Regions from separate parts of the Mus musculus genome. Here all the other regions are linked to region 1. A link is a contact called in public ChIA-PET and promoter capture Hi-C data. All regions are on one chromosome and are shown on one strand. The core of a region is the stretch at or near the end of the contact, and the rest is flanking DNA. Distances in the headings are between cores, read along the strand shown.

Region 1 (3,778 bases), core at 435-2,934:
TCTTCACCCTAGGGAGGCAGGGTGTGGCTAACTTCAAAGTGGTGCTGAAAAGAGACAGGCCTGCCTTCTATTAAACCACTAAGGGGTAGGCAAGCCCCTTAGCTGCTCTATTCCAGTTTTCACACCTGCCGACCACTGGCAATGATTATATTATTCAGGGGTGGCTGTCAGGAGTGACCTGGTGCATGCCACATTCTGACACCTAGGAAGGCTGGAGTCACTGGGGAAAGATGTCCTCACATAACACCATCCAAAGATTCTGTGATGATGGCCGTTGATCACTTGAAAGTGTCTAGTATAGCTAAGGAAGTGTCTGGTGTAGTTAAGAAAGTGTCTGGTGTCTGGACTGAAAACTTTCACTTTATTCAATTTTGATTGTTTTACATTTATTTATTTATTTTCTTTTGCAGGTCTGAGGATGAGCCTTCAGACTCAGGGCTCACCCATGCTAGGCAAGCACTTTATTGCTAAATCATATTCCCAGGCCCCAGCTAGCCCCTTACTTTACATTAATTTAGTGGTGTGTGTGTGTGTGTGTGTGTGTGTGTGTGTGTGTGTGTGTATGTGTGTGTGTGGTGTGTGTGTGGTATGTGTGTGTGTAGCATGTGCATATATGCACACAAGGCGTATGTTGTGCCGGACAAGATCAGAGGTCAACCGCAAATGTGATCGATTCCCTGGGCACTGCCCACCTCCATTTTTAAGATACAGCTTTTCATTGACTTGGAGTTCTCACTTTGGGATTGGCTGGGGAGTCCCAGGGATTTGCCAGCCTTTGCCTCTCAGGGCTGGGATTATAAGTGGTGTCCATCTAGTTTGGATTTTTTAATGTGGATTTTGGGGCTTGAACTTGGATCTTCATGCGTGCACAGTAAACTCTTTACAGACAGGATTGTACTATGTAGGGTTTTTTTTCTTTTCTTTTCATGCAGTAGTCCTCAAATCTCCACTCTCTTGCCTAGACCCCCTTCTACCATCCTCCTTAGGGCTGGGACTATAGGCGCAGGCCACCAGCAGGCCTCTTATTTTACGTTTAATAACTACCTGGGGCAAAGGGCTGTTGGTCACCTGAGGCAGGAATTCTACTGGGCTGTGCTAAGGATGGACGCTCAATCATACGGACCCTATACCAGAATGCATCTGTCCATGTGGTACTCTGCGCTCAAAGATCATCTCAATTGAAGACTGCATTCACCTCAACCCACTGCCCTCAGCTGTCCACTCTGTCCACGCACAACCTTATAAATTCCTTGAGAAAAGTCAGATGGAGGACTGGTTCTTTGCAGAGGCTACTGAGGCCCTTGGCTCCTTTATTTTTGCAGCAAACAAGGAGGCTTTCTGCATGTGCAGTTCCATTTCATAGATGAGGCTCAAGGAGGCTCAGCCAGAAGGCGGGAAACAGGGTAAACTCTTGGAGAACTCTGATGCCCGCAAAGACACTTCCTTGGGTCGGGTTGTCAGGGTGGTAGAGAAAGCGGCGGGTAAATATTTGGGGCGGTATCCTGGACTCCGGCGACACCCGTCACTGCGGTTCTTCAGAGGCCAGCGCGTGGCTAGGGCGGTGCCGGGAGTAGGGGGTGGAGGGACAGGGGCGTCCCCTAGGTCGTCTGGGACTTACTCAGCAGCCCCGCCCCGCCCCGCCCCTGCCGGTGGCTATAAGACGGAGTAGCCGGCGGGTGGCGCGGCTCAGGCGAGTAGCTAGCGCTCAGGCTCGGCAAGGAGCAAGGCAGAGGCACCGGAGCAGACTGCAGTGCAGGCGGCAGCCACCAGGGCCAACACCTCGCAGCATCTCTGCTACGCGTGTCACTGAGCAACTTCTCCATGAAGCCGCCCTCAGCGCAGAGCAGTCCCGCGGCGGTCGCGGCCGCAGGTGAGTGCCTATTTGGAGGTGTCTTCTCCACCTCTGCGCCCCGGGATCGAAGCCAGGGACTGCGTCCACGCTAAGCTACACTCTCAGCTCCGGGGCCCCTGAGAGCTGGAGCCTGCAAGTAGGGGCGAGAGAACAGAGGTCGCTAAGGTCTTCTTCCACTGCCCACCCTTCTGTCCTCCATCACCCTGGCATCCCGTCTCCGGATCGCTCGTCCGATGCAGGTTTAGTTTGGTTTTCCACGCGGGACAAGGAACCGGAGTCTGACACGTAACGGGTGCCTGCTGACTCAGACTTCCCGCCGCCACGCGCTCCAGGGAGCGAGCGTGGGCAACAGTAGGAAAGCGCGTGGGGTGGGCTAGGTGACTTCCAGACTTTCAGCTCAACCCACGGAGGCTTCTTCTCCTCCGTGTCTGGTGACAGGCGCTTTAGAGGGTGGTTGGGAGGTTACGGAGTAACTGACTGCGTGGCTGTCACTGGCAAAGGCAGAGTGGAGTTCTAGGGAACGCTGGCCGCCCCTCCAGATGCCCTCTGTGCCCTCCCTCCCCTAGCCCCGGCCATGGACTCCGCGGCCGCTGCAGACCTGACCGACGTGCTGTGCGAGTTCGACGCGGTGCTGGCCGACTTCGCGTCGCCCTTCCACGAGCGCCACTTCCACTATGAGGAGCACCTAGAGCGCATGAAGCGGCGCAGCAGCGCCAGCGTCAGCGACAGCAGCGGCTTCAGCGACTCGGAGAGTAAGTGAAGCCCTGTTGAAGTCAGTAATCCTCAGACTCAGGCTTCCTAAAGCTCTAGATTCACCTGGGTTATCTTTAAACTGAGGCACGACATCTGGGGAAAGTCAGACCCGGGGATCTGCACGGCTCTGAGATGCCTGAAGAGTTGACTTTCTGAGTCGTTAGCCCAGATGTGCGGGGGTCATTAAGGCGTTCTTGGGGAGAGAGGTACGAGGGTGGGTGGGTGGCTCTTAAAGAGCTGTGGGTCTACCTGTCACGGCAGGTGTGTACCATGAGGCCTGAGGGTTTGTGCAGTCAGCCAGAACTCCTGGGAGTCCAGCCAGGCCTTCCAACCTTTTCCCGCCTTTCTACCCACTCTTCGCTCTTCATTTTTTTTTTTTTATTTTATTTTATTTTGAGACTCTCCCAAGGTGATCTATGTAGCTGCGGGTGACCTCGAACCTCTCTGATCCTCTTTCCTCGGGCTTCAGGGTGCTGGGGTGACAGTGCAATGCCACCACATTTAGGCACATCAGTTTATAGGCAATGCTGGGGGTCAGACCTAGGGCTTCTTGCACGCTAGGCAAACACTAGACCAACAGCACCCTCCCTTTCCTTTTCCAGAATGGGTGTTGGGGAACATGAGGACACGAGTGAGCACAAGAATGAAACATTTGTGAAACCAAAATGGTTTCATAAGCTGCTGTTTTTGGAATGCTTGAAATAACTTCGTTCACTTTCTGCCTAGCTCCCAGGCTCTTTCGCCACTCCAGGCACTTTTGAAACAGTCTCCCGCTGGGCTGCTGAGTTCAAGTACAGGGTTTCAGGCACGCCCACCCTCCAGGTTACCCACAGAAGGTCATCCTAGTAACCTTTTCCACATTGCCTCTGGAGAGGGGAAGGGGGAGGGGAGGGGGAGGGGGAGGGGGAGGGGGAGAGAGAGAGTTAGTTTTCAGTAACTCAAGTGACCTGCAAGAACAGTGAATTTGGTGACCTTTTATTTATTATTATATAATTGTTTTCAAATCTTGGCTTATTCACTGTTTTTCAATGTGAACTTTAAATTCTGTTTGTTCTTGTGCCCTTAGTCCCTAGATACAGGCTCAGACATCACCAATTGTGCTGTCCCCAACTCTGGGAGTAAAAGTCACATTGCTGTTTTGAAATCTAGAAACATTTTCCTTTGTTACTAGGT
Region 2 (3,778 bases), core at 546-3,045, 450 kb after region 1:
TCGGGAGAAGCAAAGTCTACAACTTGAGTTTGTTTTTCATGTACTTTGTTCTCCCGTCACACTGCTAGGAAGCAGTGACAACAGAGGACAAAGGGAGTCTGGTCACGTGCTGGAGTACAACTGAGAGTCTTCCCAGCATCCACACTCATCCATCACAGCCTGCTGCTTTCTGTGCTACGGCTGTGGCCTGTGTATGACCTCTGGTTCCAACTGTGCCGCTCTCACCTTGAAAGCCCTAACCTTAGGAGTCTGGATAGCCAAGAGTTAATCTTTCACTCTGTCATGAGGGCTCTTACATGTGCCCAGGTCTCTGGTGAATACACAAGTTCTCAGTTTCAGTGCCCCTTGTTGTAGTGAGGCATATCAGTACAAAACAAATTTTTTTTCATTTTTTTAAAAACCTCTTTTCAATTAAATGTTCTATCTGCTGACTCATGGCTCTTATAGTTAGCTAGAGAGTATAAATAAATAAATAAATAAACAAACAAACAAACAAACAAACAAACGGAGTCTACCCAAAACTGCTCAACCTCAAAGCCTGTCAGATTGTACCACATTCTACCCTTGACATCTGCCTTCTCTGATAAGAGTGTATTATCATCTGGACTGGTGAAATGATGGATTTATTAGATGAGATGATACTATCTGGAGATGACACACACAAGGAGGTGAACCTAGTGAGACAAAGTAGATTCTTTGAAAAGTAGGTCTTATCCCCGATTCCTCTCTCTCTGCCTCCCTGAGAGAGCAGCTTCCCTCTGCTAAGTCCTCTTGTCATCACGAATTTCTGCCTCACCACAGGCCACAGTGATTAAAGTATTAAGCATACACTGAAACATCTGTAACTTCCAGCCAAGAAATCTTCCCTTGTTTTAGGCTGCTCTGTGTGTGTGTGTGTGTGTGTGTGTGTGTGTGTGTGTGTGTGTGTGTGTGTTTTAATGTTGTCACGCAGATGAAAACTGAGTAACAGAGTGGAAAGCAAGTACATGCTCTAGAAGCTATAATCGAGGACAGGCAAGTTTTGAATCGCAATTTCACCTTGTGATCCTCAGCGAGGCACTTTTTTTTTTTGTTTCCCTCTTTTTTGGGACTCATTCATTCCGACTATAGTATAGGGTTTTAACTAAAGCGATGACTTTCAGTTCTAAGAGTGCTTGAAACCGAGTCTTCTGTTAAAATTGGGAAGGAACATGGGCACAGGTTCTCCAGCAAGATTGTACACGTGTCTATGCCATCACGAGCCCTACTTGGCTCATGACACAAAACCAAGCCCTCGGGAGTCAAAGGTCAAGGTCAAGCACGAGTCTTAACAGCCCCCAAAGGCTGCAGCATAAACCTCTCAGTGTCCTAGAGTCTACGTGAGGATTCTTGTACAAAAATCTCCAGTGGGAGAAAACTGTGTTCCTAGGCATCAGAGACCTTAGTCCGGACCCCTAAGGTTTCAGAGTGGAGCCCAGGGGGCGCCAGCGCCTTGCCCCACATCACAAAGCAGCGAGGGCAGCGGCAGCGAAGGCGGAGGGCCCAGTTACCTGAGTCGGTCGCCCCAGAGTGCAGCAGCCTGACCTCCAGCCGCTGCTGGTCCCCGCCCGGCCTGCCCCGCAACACCTGCCGCAAGAGCAGCCGCACTCGCCGGGAGGCCACGTCCCCAAGGCCGCCCGGGGCTCCTAGGAGGAGGAGGCGTGACTGCATGGTGCAGGAGGCATGCGTGGGACCTCCAGGGGCTTCGGACAAGCACAGTCCCTGGACCGGGCAGGAGGCGATCGGCGAGCGGGACAGGAAGCGGCAGGGAGGCGGGTCCGCCGGAAACTCCTTCCCCCGGCTCGCCGGGCTCTGCGGGATGGGCCCGGCCCGGGGCGGAGGGCAGGCCGAGCGCCAGCCGGTAGGATCGGCTACCGGAGCCCGGCGCGCCGCCCCAGGCGTGGTCGCCCCAGGGACGCCCGGAGCTGGGGAGATGCCAAAGACCTTTAGCACAGTTGAGCGTATGCCCTGTTTCTTTCTTGGCTGCTAGCCTACTGTGTTATGATGCACTGTGGGCTTTCCCCTCGATACTGCTTCGGATCTTTTTTCAGAATGGAGAAAATATTCAAGAGATTCTGGAACTTCACCTATTTTAATTCGTTGTCATCTTCCCAGGGTTTCCACACCACAGGCATTGAAAGCTTCAGTTTAGCCTTCCTTTGCCGCTCCTGTTTTATCATCTTCTAAACTGCAAGAGGAAATGTTACACTATAATGGTGAATGAAAAAACGTTCAACTACCAGAAGGATCCAGTCAGGCTACAAGGCAAGGGTTATATAAACATAATTTATGTCTTTAGTGAGGAAAAAGTAGGACACTTGACTAAGGCTCCCTCCCTACCATGCATTCCAAAAGCAGCAGCAGTCTTCCATAAAGCAAACAAAGTCTAATGTAATTAGGCTGCCTCCCCAAAATGTCAAGAGTGAATTAACCAAAGCAAAAAGTTTTAATGAAGTTCTGCACAATGAAATCAAACAAACAAGATGCAGGCCTGGCTCTCAGAGAATGGCCTTGCCAATTCTAGACCTACCTGTATCTTACATCCATATTAAGCACCCACCTCCCAGGCACTTAAACTTCCCGAGGAACTAAACTTAGAAGTAAATGGAGGTGGCAGAGAAATAATTTAAACTAGTTTGGAGAAATCGAAAATAAAGGAGTGAACATTAAAGATGTCAAAACAGCATAATTATTACATGGATAGATTCTCACTATTTCACAACCACACCTGTTAGGCCTCAAATCTGAGACAACCAGCTATAGGAGGTGCCAGTTAACAGATAAAAGCTAACAGAGGTCCCTGTTAACACATCAAAGCTGGTACTAGCCACTAGATCCTCCTCCTATCTCTCCATTCCCACCTGTTACAGGATCCTCCTGGTAGAGGCACTCAGTCCCCTACTCTGAACTCTCCAACCCAGAGGCAGTACTATCTTTCCCCCAAGCTGCTCTTCCATCTACAATCCAGCCTCTTTGACTACTCTGGTCCTCTTTTGGTCTCCTGGTCTGGCTTCCTGGATCCTGGCTCTCTCCTCTCCCAGCTTCCCCTCTACACACACACACACACACACACACACACACCACCCTCACTCAGGTGTTCATTTTCACTCTGAACCCTGCCAGATAGATGCCTCTGCCTCTGTGTTTTCTCCCTCACATCTATAATGCACCTTCTCCACCCTCTTACCCAGGAGGAGTCATATCCTCTTTTTATTTTCTTTTTGTTGTTGTTGTTGTTGTTCTTTTTTTCCTTTTCTTTTCTTTTTTAATCCCTATGTGAATTGGGTTAATGGCAAACATGCAAGCAGCATAGAAATTTACAAATTGCTTTTCCTCCTTTGAGCCTGAGATAGTTGACCATTGTTACAGTCAAGTAGATTAGGTCTGGATTTGACTAAAAGACAAGGCTCTGACCTGTCTATGAGGGCATTTCAAGGAAGCAGTAATTCAAAGGGGAAGACTCTCCCACCCAGCATGTGCAGTACCTTCCTGAGGAAACTTAAAAAGAAAGAGTTGGAGGGAAAAGCCTTTCTCTTGCTTGCCTGTCTCTGCCTCTGGCTGATGAGGATCATAATTCACTGCCATGAGAATCCAATTCTCAAACAGAGACTGAAGACGAAGTGGCTTGAAAGGAGACCTCGAAACCTCCACCACCAGCAGAGAATGCTGAAGAACCCAGCCTTGTGGACTATGCAGCTACCAGGTTCTCCACCTCTCTAATGTACAGACAACCAATATTGGATTTCCCAGTTCCTACTGG
Region 3 (3,778 bases), core at 575-3,074, 390 kb after region 1:
ACAAGTAGTTTAAAATTCTTAGTAATAGCATGGACACCAGTAAATGTTAACTACACTGAAGACCACAGATATTCCCCCATTAGCCACGTACAGCTATGGGCGCTGTTTCATGTGTTCACCTAGCTAGGTAACAGTATTACTTGGTGATGAGTAAAGCTACTATCTTTACAGCCTGGAATCAAACCCAATGGGTAAGAATATTAAAGAAATTAAAGGAATTTCTTAAAGGACTTGGAGTCTCAAAAATGTGATTAGGTGGCAATCAATGTGCAATTTTGTCTACCTAGAATTCAAATGGAAATTATAACTTGTGGTAATTCAAAACAGATCTCTAAAAAGTCAATCTTTGGACTCAGTTTCCAGGACCCACACTCACAACCATGCTAACTCCAGATCCAGAAGATCTGACATCCTCCCCTCCTTTGCGGGCATCACTCACTCACACACAAAGAAAAAACAAGTTTTTTCTTAAGGACCAATCACTTATCCACAGAAAAGCCAAATGTTCTTAGTCATGCCGTTTTATTTTCAATTTACTTAAAATTTTACCAAAGATAATAATTTAAAGGCAAAATCTACCATCAAATGTAAGTGCTGTGAATGTTCCAGTTTTGAGTTCCATATATGAATAAGATAGATAAAGAAAAAAATAATAGATAATAGAAAAAAACAGAAAATAAATGTGGAAGCCATGGTAAGTTCGCATGCTGATGTCATGTTAGGCCGTGTTACAGGATTTGGGTTTTATTTATCATATTATGAAGTTATTTCATGCCTTTAATCAACAACCTGTTAAGTACCAAAAAATAAATTTAAAATTAGCTTAAACTTCAAAAGAGTCTGAGGCGACTGAGAGAGAAAAGACCATTATTGCCAACATTCAGTCACAGGCTTTGAAGGTGTAGATGTGCTACTGCATGCTAAGAACTGATGTGTATCATGAACAAGGTTCATCAAGAAATGGGGAGTATAAAATACACCAAATGTCTATACATCTATTCTTCAAACATTTTATACACTGCAGCAACTGTGAAATATGTCTGAAAACACATATCTTAGAATGGCAGAAAGTTTCATGAAAATGTTTACATTTATGAGAGATGGCTCAGTAGTTAAGAACAGAGGTTCCTCTTCCAGAGTACCAGTGTTTGATTCTGAGCACCCACATGGCAGCTCACAACTGTCTGAAACTCTACCCTCAGGAGATCTGATAACTTCTTTTGGCCTTTGTGGGCACTATATACATATGGTGCACAGGAATATACACAAACAGGACAAACACCCATGCACATACGATAAAATTAAATATAAAAAGAAATAATTAAGTCCTCCAATGGCTATGCAACAATAAAACAATTGTTTATTTTGCATTTTATCTTATGTGTAGGGGTATTTTATCTGCTAGAATGACTGTGGACTTTATGAATGCCTCAAGCCCTCAGAGGGCAGATGAGGGTGTCAGATCTCCTGGGGCAGGAGTTAAGAGACAGTTGTGAGCTGCTGTGTGGGGGCTCAGAATTGAACCTCTGGAGGAACAGCCAGTGTGCTTAACCTCTAAGCCATCCCTCTCCAGTCCCAAAACAATTTTTAAAAGATAATTAAAATTTACAAACAAAAAATCTTCAGCTCATCAGTAAACTTAGTTACCTAAATAATTCCATTTCTGAAGAGCCGACGTTTTGAGGCCCTTTAACATCACACTCGCACTGAAGCCTACTGTAAGACTGGAAAGTCAGGCAGGAAGCACAAACCACAGCCGTCACCCACTGGCTTTCATCCGTGACGTTCTCAGAAGAGGCCGCTTTAGAATACACTTGTGGGCATCATCCATGAAGAGAAAGGAGTGGGGCCTGGCCCGTGGAACTGAGCCACTCCAGTGGGCCTTTGAGGGCTCTGTTACAGCCCTCTCTCTCTCTGCCTCCTGGTCTCTCTTCACATGAACAGCCTCTGGCAGCTACTCCCACCACAAGGACAGCGTCTCCGCTATGATTTCCCTGCCAGACTGGCTGAAAACCTTCAGAAACCATGAAGCAAAATAAGCCTGCCCTCCCTTAAGCTATGGCTGCTGGGTATTTTGGTCTTGAGACACAAAAGAAACAAACCTTTATCTCACTCCAGATTTCTAATCTTACATCCATAACTGATTCTTGTGCAGCCTTCTGGAAGACTTCAATGTGCACAAAAGCACAGATACATTTCTTCTATCACAAATGAGATCACATACTGTCTGACCACTTCTTTCCACCCATGCTCTGGACTTCTTCTTAGTATAGAATAATGCCCCACTCTGTGAGATATATGCACGAGTGTGCACTAGGGACTTGAACCCAAACCTTCAAACCTTCTAGGCAACAACTCATTCATGAAGCAAATGCTAGCATTATTTCATTCATTTTAATGGCTCTGGAGTATTATATTAACAATGGTTTCATCAGCCTCTTCAATATGTATCATTACTTTTTTCAGTTAGTTTTCTGATTTTGAAAGTACTGCAACTAGTATCATTGAAGGCAGTTCTTTATGAATACATTTGTGTAGGGGGCACGAAGGGCTTCATGCTCACAGACAGCCTAATTTTAAGCACATAAAATTGTTCCTTCAAGAGAAGGAATACAAAATCTGCTGTCTGCCCAGAAGGCTGGAGCAGATGTGCATTCTATCCAGCTGACTTTGGCACAATCTGTGTGGCTGGAGAAATTCAAGAGCCTGACTCCGCTTCCAGACCCTTCTTGTAAACTTGTTTTTCTTGGTCAATCTATAGAGTCTATCTGTATGGAAGGTGTCACATGTACTTTACAAAGAGTTTCGTTGTACTCATGTTTGAAATGTATTTAGCTTAATTTGTTCGTTCCTCAGAGATTTAGGTACACTTTGTTGTGCATGCAGGATTGAGTTAGTTAATACAGGAATAGTTTTCACCATATTGTGCTGTGTTTAAATACAGCATAAGAAACACTCACAGCCAGACTTCCCAAGTTTGAATGAACGCTGGCTACTGCCCCGCCCCCAGCTTGTCTCTCTGCTTCCCCTGAAGGCTGCAGAGACCCCTCACACATTTGGAAGAAAAGGATGCTGGAAAGGTAACCGCTGAATGCAAATATCTGCCCACTGTTTTGTCTGTTGTTATTGTCTGTGAGAGACAGTGCTAATTATCTAGACCTGCATCAGCATCAGCTCTTTACTGGTTCTCCTCCTTCACTAACTATGGAGACCAGTGAATCTGTAGAGTTGAATAGTTTATGTCTTAACTTGTAGTATTTATTAAAGAGTCAAAGACAGCCCCATGAACTCAATGGTTACAACAAATATTTTCTGTATAACTTGGTTATTTTAGTCTGCATCCCATATACTATGAGGCATTTGAAAGAACATTTAATAGTTTATATAATATGTTTTAAGACAGAAATAATACAGTCTCTCATAATATCATAAAACAATATTTTAGCTGATATCAGCATCTAAGCCATTCCCCTACGCCCCTTCAAAAGCTATAATACCTGAAAGTATTTCACTTCATGTGTTTTAATCCAGTTTCCTAATTCACCTTTAGACTGAAAATACTCATGTCAACATGCTAGAGAAGCTCCTGTATTAAAAACAGCTGTGTTACTTTTTCTTTAGAAAATGAGATTTCTATAAGCAAGCTGTAAGCAGCACTGGAAGGTACAGAACCCTGTCCGTCAGCTGCCGCGTGAGCATCAGTCACTTCATCCGAGCCTCCTCCTCCAGAGCGAGATCAAGACACTTCCAAGAACAAGGCCCTAAAGTAAATCTGTCT
Region 4 (3,778 bases), core at 917-3,416, 290 kb before region 1:
TAAAACCAAGCAGGACCAGAAACAATGTCAGTCGTCGTCCCCAACCCCACCCCACCCCCAAGCCCGCCAAGAAATCCCTTTCCCCAGTCTGAAATAGTTCCTATGTGCTAAGTTTTCCCCTCATCTCTGGCAAAAGGGATACATTAACATATCTCTGTGGTTCTCATTGGCGTGTCAAGGTCAATGGTAGCCTCCACACTTCCTTATTCCATACTCACAAGTCCCCCACCCCCTAACCCAGCCCACAGGCCCAGGTATGGCTTCCATATAACCCAGAAGATCTTACACACACACACACACACACACACACACACACACACACACGTATACCCCCCTACATCCCCCCACCCCGCATCTTGCTGCTCTCCTCAGAGACAGCCTTGGCAGTTTAAAATAAACTTCTTACCCTTGTACCCATGCTTCATTGGTACCCATTTTCATTCAAATAGAAGAAACTAGTAAAGTCCAGAATGTGAGGTAGCCAAGGGGCTGTAGAGAATTGCATGGAACACATTAGAAGGGGCAGCATCTGCCAATTATTAGGGCTTTGGGGGCAGCCTAGATCTGTAGCCAGCACTCAATAACCTTTTAATAATTATTCATTTCCTTCTCCTTTTTCAGTCCTTCCCCCTACTCTCAATTCGGGTTTTAATTTCCTTTGGCAGAAAATATAAAGATACTTGCGTCTGTAGCCCTAATCTCAAAGTCACTAATGCCTTGATTTTTGTTGTTTTGTTTCTTTTGAGACAGGGTTTCTCTGTGTAATTCTGGCCATACTGGAACTCTCATGGTAGACCAGGTGGGCCTCAAACTCAAGAGATCCACCTGCTTCTGCCGCCCAAGCACTGGGATTAAAGGTGTGCGCCAACACCAGCAGGCTCTCTAATACCGCGCTATCAAACCTCATGATCACTCTGTAGACCTAAGAATACAAAGCGGAGCTTGTAACATTAAAACAACAATGTAGCTATCCTAGTCTGCTAGTCTCTACAAAAGTGATTTCTCTAAGGCTCAAAACATAAAAATGTTTCCTTTTTTCCAGCGGGGGAGCTCTGAAGTGTCGGGAAGAATTTCACACATCCCAGGCTAGCCTCAACTCACAAAGTAGCTGAGGATGACCTTGAATTTCTGACCCTAGGGCATTCACCGCCTGAGTACCAGGATTACAGGCCTGTACCACCATACTTGACATGTGCCGATAACTCTCTGGAGTCCAGCCAGCGCTCCTAAGAAACATCCGTACAAAGCTAGTTTGTTCTAGACTTCACCTGAAATGGCCCAAAAGCAAATCATATAATACTAAAATGTAGGCAGGGTTTATTTACTGATACATCCCAAGAACTCGCAGGATCCAAAGTTTAAGGCCAGCCTAGATAAAAAGCGCGGTTTTATAAACAACTGTATAAAGAACAACCACAGTCATCTGTAAAGTGGAAGGCACAGAGGGAAAATGTTCTTTAGTAAATTTAATTAAGGACACTTAACAGTACCTGACATATAAGGGCAAACATAACTGTTAAAGTAAAAAATTGATACATCAAGCCCTATTTTCGCCTTTTCCTTGATCATAAATGCCATTATAAGTGCAACCACAGACAGTAACTATGTTTCCAAGAAATAAATGGGAGGGAGGTGCCCTCATCGGGAGCTTGTGGAGAGGAAGGGCAAGATCTATGGCAAAGGTATTAAGGAGACAAAGAGATTAAGTATCTTAATTTTGGGACTTAGATACATTGTAGCTTTGCTCCCACGAAGGTAATGCCGGGAAGAGGAGGGGTCTGTAGGGACCCAACAGTCCCAGTGAGCTCACTCACCTCTAATGCTGCCTGGGGATCCCCGTCGATCAGAGCATCTGAGAAGCTCTGGAAAAGCCTGCCAAGAAAACAACGACTTCAGCAGGTCTCTCTAATCAAGGAAAGAATAGAAAGACAAACAGCAAAGGTGAAGAAAATCACGCACCGCTGGGACGATGCAGGTCCTGCTGCAGCTGCCGCCATCCCTAGGAGTCAAGAAAGCTTCTGCCTGAGCGTTTCTACCTTGGTTACCAGCTCCGCCGCCGCCCAGGAAGGGAAAACTTCTAAAGAAACCCCAACTGAGCTTCCGTCCTCCGTAGCCAATCAGCGGTCGCGCAGCATGCAGCCGCGGAAAAGGAGGCGAAGGGTGGGCAGGTAGGCGCGGGGCCGGCTGGGAAAGAGGAGGAAACGCTCTCCGGCCCCGCCCCTACCCGTGACGCAGCCAAGCCCCCGCCCCGAGGGCGTGGCCGTGAGTCCCGCGCCCCGCCGTACGCCCGTGGGGGATCCGGCATGGCTTGTAAGCTTTGAAATATTGTCTCGGAGCCCACTGTAAGGTACTGGGGATCCGTCGGGAGGTAGTTCTGGCTTCGCTAAGGAGTGTCACGTTAAGCTCCGTTTACTCCGGTTTTCATCATGGCTACCGCCGGCGGCCAAGTTGTGCGTGACGTCACTCGTGGCAGCCAGGTCTTTTCCGGCAGCAGAGCCCGGGATGGCGCATCAGTTCGCATGACTCTCTCCGTGGAGAACCCGGACGGCCTGGCTCGCCGGAAGTCACGTTACCGGCATGGAGGACGGAGTTTTCCGGAGGGCCTGCCAGATGCCAGAGCTCCACACCCCAAGCTTCCTTCCTAAGTCGGCTTTCCAAACCAAGAAAAGCCTGTTTCACAAGCACCGCGTGGATGAAAGTGACCTATAGCTAATGGTCTTATTGCTGCTTTGTGTTCTAAGTAACCAGTAAGCCCCCCGTCCCCCGCCGTCCTTAGAGCCAAACATCACACTAGGAAGTTTCCTGCGAATTCTTTGAAACTGAGTGGTAAGGGGCAACAGGAGGGAGTGGCAGTTATAGGTTCACCAAACTTGATTTAAAAGCTCTTGATAACGCTCAGTAACTCGTTTTACCAAGTCTGTTTTAGTAGGTGAAATGATTGAAGTGGTCGTTGGCTTCCTCAAACAAGATATATATAAGACCTCAGTCTGGAAACATGACAGTCCACGAAGAAAAAGAAATTACAGTTCAGGCATTTGTGTACATATCCCCACTGTTAAACTCGCCCACTTTTCTGAGTTCTAACTTTAAAAGACCTAAGTTTTGTCTTCCCCACTTTTCTAGCACGTTTTCCATACTGGCCAAACGCCTAGTTGTGCTTGCTAGCTATCGTGGGTATTATAATTTTTTGTTACAACCTCAACCTACCAATCAATCACCCCTTGCAGATGCAAAAAATAACGGTGGGAGGACGTTTGAAAATACAGAGAAACTTGAGCCCATATTCAAGATGGAGAAACGGAGGTTACAAAGATTTAAGTATGTATGGGGTCATCAAGAGATGGAAGTGTGGAATACTACAAAGTTTAAAGTGTAACACATTTGCCACCTGTAGGTATATCCCATCTGTATTGTAAATGGGTTGTTTGAAGGGGGGGGGGGGTCGAGCCGGGGCGGGGAAGGGCTGATAGAAGATAACAGGTCCCAGAAAGGAATCTGAATCCACTTGTGGGAAAGGAGAAGTAGGTGGGAGAGACACTTGAGGCAGACCAGGGCCAGCTGGCCACTAAACTCAAAGAGGTGCAGGTTTCAGGTTTTAGTAAGTACTGAGAAGATCAAATTAGCTCAACTAAACTGAAGCTAAGCAGATCTGTAAGGGAAGGTAGAGAGCATCGTTTTGGATCTTTCCATTCAAGGTTGTTTTCCGTTTCTGTGAACCCTGCAGAAACTAGACTGTAAAAGAACAGATGCATAACGATGAGGAGTGTCTTCTGCATAA

What was found. ChIA-PET counts read pairs in DNA pulled down with a chosen protein or histone mark. Capture Hi-C pulls out chosen DNA fragments and counts their contacts.
Region 2: a contact with region 1 is called in a promoter capture Hi-C map of adipose tissue. The contact joins the promoter of Vwa8 here to the promoter of Rgcc in region 1. A contact is called at or near these places in 9 of 39 promoter capture datasets (3T3-L1-derived adipocytes, the C10 cell line, the HPC-7 cell line and 5 more), 2 of 484 Hi-C or Micro-C datasets (B cells and the G1E-ER4 cell line), 3 of 115 datasets of contacts at active chromatin or transcription factors (embryonic stem cells, microglia and neural tube) and 2 of 9 other capture datasets (adipose tissue and liver).
Region 3: an RNA polymerase II ChIA-PET map of memory CD8 T cells shows a contact between it and region 1, with 24 read pairs. The contact joins the enhancer-like site here to the promoter of Rgcc in region 1. A contact is called at or near these places in 2 of 484 Hi-C or Micro-C datasets (pro-B cells and regulatory T cells) and 2 of 115 datasets of contacts at active chromatin or transcription factors (bone marrow-derived macrophages and memory CD8 T cells).
Region 4: a promoter capture Hi-C map of liver shows a contact between it and region 1. The contact joins the promoter of Sugt1 here to the promoter of Rgcc in region 1. A contact is called at or near these places in 5 of 39 promoter capture datasets (the C10 cell line, fetal liver, hematopoietic stem and progenitor cells and 2 more), 5 of 484 Hi-C or Micro-C datasets (CD8 T cells, bone marrow, embryonic stem cells and 2 more), 1 of 115 datasets of contacts at active chromatin or transcription factors (effector CD8 T cells) and 2 of 9 other capture datasets (adipose tissue and liver).

What each region holds. Positions count from the first base shown.
Region 1 is chr14:79,299,541-79,303,318 of GRCm38.p6, reverse strand. Rgcc (regulator of cell cycle) reads left to right here and starts at 1,684. Exons shown (of 5, transcript NM_025427.2): 1 at 1,684-1,870; 2 at 2,419-2,604. The coding sequence starts at 1,822.
Region 2 is chr14:78,847,195-78,850,972 of GRCm38.p6, reverse strand. Vwa8 (von Willebrand factor A domain containing 8) reads right to left here and starts at 1,795. Exons shown (of 45, transcript NM_027906.1): 1 at 1,530-1,795. The coding sequence starts at 1,689.
Region 3 is chr14:78,912,372-78,916,149 of GRCm38.p6, reverse strand. All of the region lies in intron 4 of Vwa8 (von Willebrand factor A domain containing 8), which reads right to left. Among named protein-coding and RNA genes, the nearest start is that of Vwa8, 65 kb to the right of the region's middle. Within about 2 kb of position 1,824, at least 47 of the 459 cell types and tissues checked have an H3K27ac peak or open chromatin away from gene starts, as enhancers often do. A contact at or near this core is called in memory CD8 T cells, pro-B cells and regulatory T cells, where this site is marked.
Region 4 is chr14:79,586,048-79,589,825 of GRCm38.p6, reverse strand. It overlaps Sugt1 (SGT1, suppressor of G2 allele of SKP1 (S. cerevisiae)), which reads right to left and starts at 2,166. Exons shown (of 13, transcript NM_026474.6): 1 at 1,960-2,166; 2 at 1,815-1,872. The coding sequence starts at 1,997.